Linked DNA regions of Mus musculus: region 2 is linked to region 1. The links are chromatin contacts, called in public HiChIP or PLAC-seq maps. All regions are on one chromosome and are shown on one strand. Each heading gives the region's core, a stretch centred on a gene start, on an enhancer-like site or on the middle of the called end of the contact. The rest is flanking DNA. Distances are from core to core; before and after follow the strand shown.

Region 1 (4,518 bases), core at 1,971-4,470:
ACCTTAGGAAGCTGAAGGAGTTTGTCTGAGCTGTCAGGACTTCATTTGTTCAGTCAGAAATGGTAGGCAAAAAAGTGAAAAGAGAGGCGGGGTGGCCGAGAAGTTCAAGCAAACATTGACTTCCATTTATTTTAGACTCAGAAAGCTCCCTGGATCAAAGGACCTGGCCATGCTGCTAAGTGAGGCAGAAAGCTATGGGGATGAGGGAACATGAACTCCGTTATTTTCCATTTACCCCAGTGTCTCACCTTGGGCCATCCTACATCCATGTGGAGGATAGCATCACATGGGCTCACATTTAAATGAGGTTTTAAATACTTTTGTGTGTGTGTAGGAATGTTTTGCCCCTGTGTGCGTCTGTGTGCCACATGCATGCCTACAGAGGTCAGAAGAGGGTGTCTGATCCCCTGGAATTAACTACAGGTGGTTGTGAGGCATGGTTACCAGTGCTGAGAACTGAAGCTGTGTCCTCTGGAAGAGCAGCCTGTATCTTTAACTGCTCAGCCATCTTTTCAGCTCCTATCCACTTCATGGTAATGGAGATTGAATTCCCATATTCTACACAAATGCTCTGTTGCTGAGCCATATCCCCAGCCACTGGGATATTCTAGGCAGGTGCTCTACCACTGAGCCACACCCCCAGCCTGTCACTGGGTGATTCTAGGCAAGGGCTCTATCACTAAGCCACACCCTAAGCCTGTCACTGGAAGATTTCTAGGCAGGTACTCTACCACTGAGCCATGGCCACAACCCCTCATTGGGAGATTCCAGGCAGGGGCTCTAATAATGAGCCCTATCCCGGTCTTCTTTGCACTTTGTAATTTGTGTGTGCAAATTAACTTTGGTAGGCTCGTCAATCACTTTTCAATGCGTTCTTTTGGGCCAAGATCTCTCACTGAATCTGGAGCTCATCTACTTGGCTAGACTGGCTGCAAACAAGCCTAGGAATCCACCCATCTCTACCTCTTCAGAAGTTGGGATTACAAACAGGGACCCACTTTTTACACAATGCTAAGGATCCAGGTTCAGCTCTCCCAGAGCTTGTATGCCAAGCCCTGGCTGTCCTGGAACTCACTTTGTAGACCAGGCTGGCCTCAAACTCAGAAATCCGCCTGCTCAGAAATCCGCCTGCCTCTGCCTCCCAAGTGCTGGGTTTAAAGGCGTGTGCCACCACGCCCAGCCCTTGCTTTCTAATTTGAGACAAGACTTCATCATGTAGTCCAGACAGGCTTTGACTTTTCAATCCTTCTGCCTCACTGCCCAAGGAGCCTGGCCCTACCCCTCTAGAGGTTTGTTTGGTTGTTTGTTTTGTTTTTGGTTTTTTGAGACAGGGTTTCTCTGTGTAGCCCTGGCTGTCCTGGAACTCACTCTGTAGACCAGGCTGGCCTCGAACTCAGAAATTCACCTGCCTCTGCCTCAAGTGCTGGGATTAAAGGCGTGCGCCACCACGCCCAGCCCCTCTAGCATTTTGATCTCAAGGTTTTCCTTTCGAAGCACCAGCAAGGCCTTAAAGCAGGAAGATCGTGCATTTTAGGCACCCCTCCAAGCTCTCTCTGCTCAATCCCTTGGCTCTGATGGTAGCTGTATGGTGCCTTCCACAGCCTCAGCTCCTCAAGGCAGGCTCGCGAGTTCCAGTAGTACCATTTCATGCGACATCCTGCCAGTTAGATTTAAGGGCAGTATGGTCAGTTTCCTGTGGTATTACCCTCCCTCCAGGTTCCCTCAACAATGTCCTCACCAACAGTTCCTTCATTAAATTACCTTCAAAGTTCCAGCTGTGGTCCCTTCCGTTTCCTGCTGAGGTTCTATCAGAGGGTTAGTGAGAGAGATCAGAAGGTTTGCCAGAAGACTGTAGCTGCATGGGGAAAGGAGAAGCCGGAGGGGTCTGCTCCACTGGTACACAACAGAAGGATCCTGAGAGGACCTGATAACACAGGTGTGACAGCCAGGAAGGCCTGACAGGTGGAGATGGCAGATGCTGGGATGATTGGGATACTGGAGTCTGAAGGCATGGAAGACTGTATAGGGTTGTGATCAAACCCAGGAATTTGGGGCCAATGAGAAGGCTTAGCGGGTGCTTGCTGTCAAGTGCAATTGTCTAAGTTCAATTCCCAGGACACACAGCAGGAGAGAGTGTCTGGGGACTTCTACATGTACACGGTGGCATGCATATGCACACCCACACAACACAACACACACAACACACAAATGTGACTTTTAAATTTTCAGGAAAGATGGTTCAGCAGTTAAGAGTATTTATTGCTCTTGCAAAGGACCCAGGTTTGGTGTCAGCACCTTCATGACAGCTCGAAACTACAGCTCCGTAACTATAGTTCTAGGGGAACAAACACCAAATGCCCCTTCCAAACTCTGTGGACTTCTGCACACATGTGGTGCACTTACATACATACATGCATAACATAAAAATTAAATGTTAAATATTAAGAAAATAGCCAGGCAGCAGTAGTGCATGCCTTTAATCCCAGCACTTGGGAGGCAGAGGCAGGCAGATTTCTGAGTTTGAGGCCAGCCTGGTCTACAAAGTGAGTTCCAGGATAGCCAGAGCTATTCAGAGAAACCCTGTCTCGAAAAACCAAAAATAAATAAATAAATAAATAAATAAAAATAAAACAAAAAGAAAAGAAAAGAGAGAAGAAAAAAAGAAAAAGGAAAACCAAATATTTTTTAAATTTTTAATTTTTTTTTGAAAGTTGTTTTACTGCACGTACATGGGTGTTTTGTCTGCATGTGCACCACACGTATGCCTGATTTCTGCAGAGGTTGGCCACCCCTGAAATCAGTGACAGTTGTCAACTGCCTGTGTGTGACAGGGCTCACATTGTGTCCTCTGAGAAAGTAGCTAGTACCCTCAATGCCGAGACCAAAGTCCAGCCCCGAACCCTGTGTGACCTTGGGTCCTTGGACACTAAGCAAGCATGCTATCGTCAAGCTACGTTCACACCCCTAAGAATTTAAATTTGGGACTTGCACAATCCTGCTTGTCACTTCACTGTGTCACTCAGACAAGTGGCCTCACCTAGCTGTGTGTGTCTCACAGAGCTTAAATGATGAGGGAATTACTACCAGCCTCGCAGGAATGTATGAGGGATAAATGCACACTGAGCCTTTGGCATGGTGCCTGGCACGTGGTATAAGGACTCAGGAAATGTCCCTTTGTTTGTTTACACTTCCAGGGAATGACTCAGTCCAAGGTGTGGTCCAGGGAGTGGATGGCGGGGTGAGACAGAGGCTGGTCAAAGGATGAGGCAGAAAGAAAATGTGACACAATGTAACAATAAAAAATAGGTCATCGCAGGGCAGTCAGATGTTTAGCAGGATGCACAGGCTGGGGTGGAGTGTGGGCCCCTGCCTTGTGCACTTCACTCCCTCACAGTCTTTACTCAAGAACAAACAGAAATTGGGTTGGTGAGATGGATCTTGGCTTAACCCCGAGTTCAATGCCAGGGACCCACATACTCCACAAAGTTGTCCTCTGGTCTCCTCAAGTGCATTGCATACACACGACCAAATACAAAACACACACAAACATGCTCACGCTCGCTCTCCTCCCTCCCTCCCTCCCCCTGAAATATTTGTTTTAAAAATTAAAGAGTAAGCAGAAATGAAACCAAGCAATAGTGGCATACACATGTAAATTGAGCAGTCAAGAAATGGAAGAAGGGGGCTGGAGAGATGGCTCAGTGGTTAAGAGCACTGACTGCTCTTCCAGAAGTCCTGAGTTCAAATCCCAGCAACCACACGGTGGCCCACGCCATCTGTATTGGGATCTGATGCTCTTTTCTGGTGTGTCTGAAAACAGTGTCAGTGTACTCATATACAGAAAAATAAATAAAAATAATTCTTAAAAAAAAGGAAGAAAGAAAGAAAGAGAGAGAGAGAGAGAAAGGAAGGAAGGAAGAAAGAGGAAGAAAGAAAGAAAGAAAGAAAGAAAGAAAGAAAGAAAGAAAGGAAGGAAGAGAGAGAGAGAGAGAGAGAGAGAAAGAAAGAAAGAAAGAAAGAAAGAAAGAAAGAAAGAAAGAAAGAAAGAAAGAAAGAAAGAACAAACGAACTGGAAAAAGAATCGGAACTTCAGGGCTAGTCTGGAATACATTTAAGACAGACTCAGACTGCTGCTCCCTTCCTACTACCTCCAAAAAGGGGGAAGGCTGGAAAGATGGCTCAGCAGCTGAGAAGCTCTTGTCTGTTGTTGCTGCTCTTGTGAAGGACCAGGTTCCCAGCAGCCACTTGGGTAGGTCATAACCTCCTGTGACTCTAGATCTAGGGTATTCAATGTCCTCTTTTAACCGCCAAGCATATGCACACACAGACACACACACACACCTATCATAAATAAAACAAAATACTTTCTTAGAAAAGCAGAAGCAATCAATCACTGGAGAGAAAGAAAATAAGTCACAATGATGCACTACTACACACCCAACAGATGAGCGGATGTATTTGTCTGACAACAGCAGACTGGTGAGGAGGAAGCAGGGGCTGCTCGGGCACCACTGGTGA
Region 2 (4,899 bases), core at 1,495-3,994, 230 kb after region 1:
GAGTTGTAGTTTCCTGCCAGTGGCTATTTCAGCCATCGTGTGCTGTGCATTTCATGAAATGAAGCAAAGATTTCCCTGAGGCTTGGAGCAGAAAGGGTGGGGGGCTTGCTTATGGCCAGCATTTTCTTTATATCACTCAGCTCCTTGTTCATTAAGTGCTCTCCCAACCCGGGGAATTTTGGCCTTTCTTCTGCTATGGGTTCCCACCAAAGTTCAAGTTTAGTTACATCTGCTTAATTGGTTATGTTTTGAGAAGAGAGGCCCAATGTTGCTTTTCAGAATTCCAGTTTTCACTGTTGGTTTTCAGTTCTGGTTGTTTGTTAGAATCTGAGACATTGACCACCTTCCAGGGCCTGCCCCAGGCCCCAAGGGAGGCTCATTTGATTATTCTGTGTTTCCAGGCACTGATAGTTTAAGAGTGCTCCCAAGATGGCTCGGTGGGTGAGGACATTTGCCAGCAAGCCTCAAGGTCTGTGTTGGCTCCCCAGGTGGGAGGAAGGAGTCTCCTCTTCTAAGCTGTTTTCCAACCTCCAAATGCTTGCGTGGTTTGCTCGCTCCTTCCAGGAAATAAAATGTAGTAAGTGAAATAAAATAATGTTTCCAAGTAATATAGTCATTTTATAGTGAGGAAGCATAGCTAGGTGCTCCATGCCCAGCACCCTGGGCACCTCACTTGCTGACCTCGGGAGACACGGTGTCACTCCTCTGCTACCTGGCTAAAGTGCACACCTTGAACTTAACCCTGAAGAAATATTAGGTGAGCCAGAATTGAGGGTTATCACAAGCCCCATCCCCACTCCCATCACACCAAAAAACAGATGGCTAATATTCTTCAGAAAATGTTAAGGTCACCCAGGTATGGGAGTAGTACTGAGGAGCCAGAGGTATAAGGCTCACAAATTCCAGGCCAGCATGAACCTTGCCTCCAGCAAAAGTGAAACCACTAGGCTCAGGTCTATGATCCCAGAACTTGGGAGGTGGTGATGGGAGGGTCAGGAACTAAAGGTCCACCCGGATTGTGTAGCACACTGGAGAGGCACCTAGGCTGAAAATAACCACCACCACCCTCCTGCGGCAACAGTGAAAACCTAACCTAACAAAAACCAACCGACTGAATAAACCCCAGGCCTCATCAGCTCCTCAAGTTCATCTGGGCCACTTCCAAGAACAGTTAGCTCCATAGCAAGCTCAGGCCAGGCTGAACTACAAAAACGAGACTTGCCTCAAAAACAAAGCAAACGGGCTGGAGAGATGGCTCAGAGGTTAAGAGCACCGACTGCTCTTAACCTGAGTTCAAATCCCAGCAACCACATGGTGGCTCACAACCATCTGTAATGAGATGACACCCTCTTCTGGGGTGTCTGAAGACAGTGTACTTATAATAAATAAATAAATCTTAAAAAAAAACCAAACCAAACAAAAGAACTAAATCAAAATGTTATGGTCATGAAGACAAAAACTTGGAACAACTCTACCAATTTAGAGAAGACTAAGGGAATTGAAGATAAGCTCAGAGGTAGAACACTTTGCTAGAGTGTGCTAGACCTTGGGTTCAATCACCAGGACTTCAAATCAAAAATCAAAGTAAAACAGAAATACCCACTACTAAAAATAACCTTTAAAGGCACGAAACAGGTAAATATGATATAGAACCTTAGGTTGGAGCTTGGTTCAGTAAAAGGTGGTGGCCCATGTCTTTGATCCCAGGACTCAGGAGGCAGAGGCAGGCAGATCTCTGTGAGTTCCAGGTCAGCCTGATGTAATAGGGAGTTCCTATCAAAGGCTACACAGAGACACACTGTCTCAAAAAAAAAAAAAAAGCTTCCAGATCATTTTAATTTCTTATCAAAGTTAAGAACTACTTATTTAAATTTAAGCTTGCTTAGTAATCCTTTTAAAAGCTAACTTAATTTTCTTAAGCTGCTGTTTATCCACATTTCCAGCTATTCCTGTAATCTATAGATCGAGTTCAGACTCCTTAGGGTGTCATTCATAGTCCTTCAGCATGGCTCCTTGGTCTGCAGTCAACCATGACTGACGCACATTTTATGTCCTGAAAGATTCCTGCCTTGCTGTTCAGCCTCCCAAATTTTTCATCCCAAGCCTTGTTTCAGATCCTGTCTTACTGTTGAAGTTTAGTATAATTATTTCCACTAGAGTTATCGTTGAATTCTGTGGATGCAATGGTGTGAAGTGGAAACAGGAGCTTCAGATTCCAAAATATTTGAATCTAGACTGGTTGTGGGGGTATACTCTGTGGGGGTATACTCTGGGAGGCAGAAACAGATGGAACTCTATTAGTTCAGGCCAGCCTAGTCTATATAGTGAGTTTTAGACTAGCCAGGGCTACATAATGAAGTTCTGTTTAAAGCATAGAAAGAAATTCATGAATATATGTGTGTATCTAAAGGCTGGTTCCATCTACAAGTTCTGAGGTAAGAGCTAACTGTGTGAGGATGAGTCATGGTGACCTATAGATGAGATACAAATGGAAAGGTCGCAGTACTAGACTCCTGTCTCTTCATTATTGTGGTTCAGTGGTCCCTAAAGGCATTTTGTAGGTTGTTACTCATGGTTTTATGGTTAAACTTGTTATCAATTTCCTGCATGGCCTTTAATATTTCTTTTTTGCTTGCTCATCACCAAAACAACAGACATTTTAGAATGGAATGGAATGCTTGGGACTTTAAGGAATCCATCCAACTGAGTTTTTTTTCTCTTTTCTTGAGTATGACTTAGTAAACAAATGACCTACTAAAAGGAGAATGTAACCCAACCTAGGGAGAAGGGAGGATGTAAGTTCCTAAGGGCCAGAGGGCCCACCTCTGCTTAGACAAACATGACAGCATAATTTCTAGGAAGCATAACTCCTTAATTGTCCTTAAATCCTGCGCCCTGCGTAGCAACTGTCCCAAGGTGAGTGAGTGTACATAAGTGAGTCAGCTCTCTCATGAATCCTTTCTGACTCCTCCACTCATCAGGTCTGTGAAAGTGAGGCCAAAGGGACAGGTGAGAAGGAAGTCAGATGCCAAGAGGCATAGAAAGGGACAGGTGGGGTTGCCAAGCATGGTTCAAGGCCGTTAAGCACTGGCTCTGGAGTCTCCACCTCTTTGTGATTGTTCCAGGAACTCTCCTGGTTTTTCTACTTCCTTATTGCATTTCTTCTTGGTGCATCCCTTTTATGGTCTGAGAAAGGCTGTGCAAATAGTTCACAAGACTGTCAACTTGTGACTTCTTATGTGGTCAGGGAATCTGGTCCTGCATTTTCCTAAAAAAAAAAAGTAACGATTCATAAACAGTAGGCTAAGGAAGTGCCTTGAAATTGTGCTAGGTGTTAGGAAGCAGGCGCCTATGTGAATATTGAGACAGAAAACAGCTTATGTTGGCTGTGTCCAATCTTAAAGTGTGTGTGTGTGTGTGTGTGTGTGTGTGGAGGGTGGGGGAGGTCAAAATCATTCTGGAAGGTGGATTTTGTTTGGGAGATCTCAGAAAAATTTAAGACAGCTTTTGCCCAGATTGAGTGCAGATGAAGTTAAATTATGGAGTTGGTCCATATCGGGCACATTACTTAACGCCCTTGTCCTTGACTTTTTTAGGTTGTAGAAATGGGCACGATTATAGACTCTTTTGAGAGGATAGCACTTCATGTAAAGCCTTAGATAATGGGTGCTGAGTGTGAGTGGTTGTGATCACGGGAGCAGGTAAAGGTGCTAGCCTGGGTATCTATTTTGGGATGGTTGCTTGCTTGCAGCAGGGTCCTGGCAGGGAAGCTGGAAGTGAAATGACCCAGGGAGGCAGGCATTCCGGGTCTCACTAGGTAGTTCTTGGAAAATAGCTTTGCGCAAAAGGAGTTTACAAGGGATGAGAAAGCAGTTATAATCTCCTGGAGGTCCAGGCATGGATCCTAAAATTACCTACGTTTTTGTCAAGCCTTGATACAGATTTCAGGGAATGCCCTGGGAAGAGCATTCATCTGCCTAAGATAGTTCCTTATGAAAAGGCCAGAGTCATTATTTTCATCTTTGTACTGTTCTCATTTATAAGGTGTGAAGAGAAGGACCGAAGAAGGCTCCAATAAGGAAATGAGCAGGTTTGAGACTGGTACTTGTGCCCTGAGGGAGCATGTATTTTATTTGAACATAAAAAGGGCTTCATAAAAGGGTGTCCCCATATAAACCCAGTGGGCACCCTGAGATGGTTGTAGACTCCCCTGTGAAATGCTGAGGCAGAGTCACAACAGAAGGCAGTACGCTGGTCTTGGCTGTGTGGTAGCTTACATGGAGGCTTGTCATTTAAGACAAGGGAAAAGACCTGGGAGAGAGAACTGGATGGTGAGAGGACAGGACTGCAAAGATACTTATGGGGGCCATCCCAGGTCAGGCACTTGCATGACTCTAGTCTCTTACTGTCATTTTCTTATTCTGTGTTATACATGAGAGATGAGGTGAAGGAGATCAAGGGTTCTGCCCAGGGTCATCCAGCTGGAGCTACAGTGTCCTACCTCAAAGCCTGTCCTGCTTCCCTACCGAACAGACAAATGAAAGGCAAAAAAGGAAAGCAGGTTGAATTCATGTCCCTGGTGATGTTTAGAAAGGGTACTTGTGCTAAGTCAGATAGTGACTGCCCAGTGTCCACATCCCATTGGAACCTGGGAACCCTTTATCTGCCTGAAGGACATTGCAGGTTCAATGACGTCAGCATCTTGGGATAGAGATCTCTGGATATCTGAGTGGTCCAGGTAAGTTAAGAGGATCCTGGAGCAGAAACTTCCAGGAGCTATATCAGGCAGAGTTACATTCAGCTCTCAACCTCCAAAAGTATTTTTTATTCTGCTGATGCCTTTGTTTTGACATAGAGACGTTTTGAATTGTGACCTCCAGAACTGTAAGAATTGGGGAG

Evidence for each region. HiChIP or PLAC-seq counts read pairs in DNA pulled down with a chosen protein or histone mark.
Region 2: a contact with region 1 is called in an HNF4G HiChIP or PLAC-seq map of pancreatic cancer cells. The contact joins two enhancer-like sites. A contact is called at or near these places in 3 of 115 datasets of contacts at active chromatin or transcription factors (embryonic stem cells, microglia and pancreatic cancer cells).

What each region holds. Positions count from the first base shown.
Region 1 is chr7:25,194,676-25,199,193 of GRCm38.p6, forward strand. No RefSeq gene overlaps it. Among named protein-coding and RNA genes, the nearest start is that of Mir7048, 21 kb to the right of the region's middle. Within about 2 kb of position 3,221, at least 53 of the 459 cell types and tissues checked have an H3K27ac peak or open chromatin away from gene starts, as enhancers often do. A contact at or near this core is called in pancreatic cancer cells, where this site is marked.
Region 2 is chr7:25,427,532-25,432,430 of GRCm38.p6, forward strand. All of the region lies in intron 4 of 4732471J01Rik (RIKEN cDNA 4732471J01 gene), which reads left to right. Among named protein-coding and RNA genes, the nearest start is that of Cxcl17, 17 kb to the left of the region's middle. Within about 2 kb of position 2,745, at least 53 of the 459 cell types and tissues checked have an H3K27ac peak or open chromatin away from gene starts, as enhancers often do. A contact at or near this core is called in pancreatic cancer cells, where this site is marked.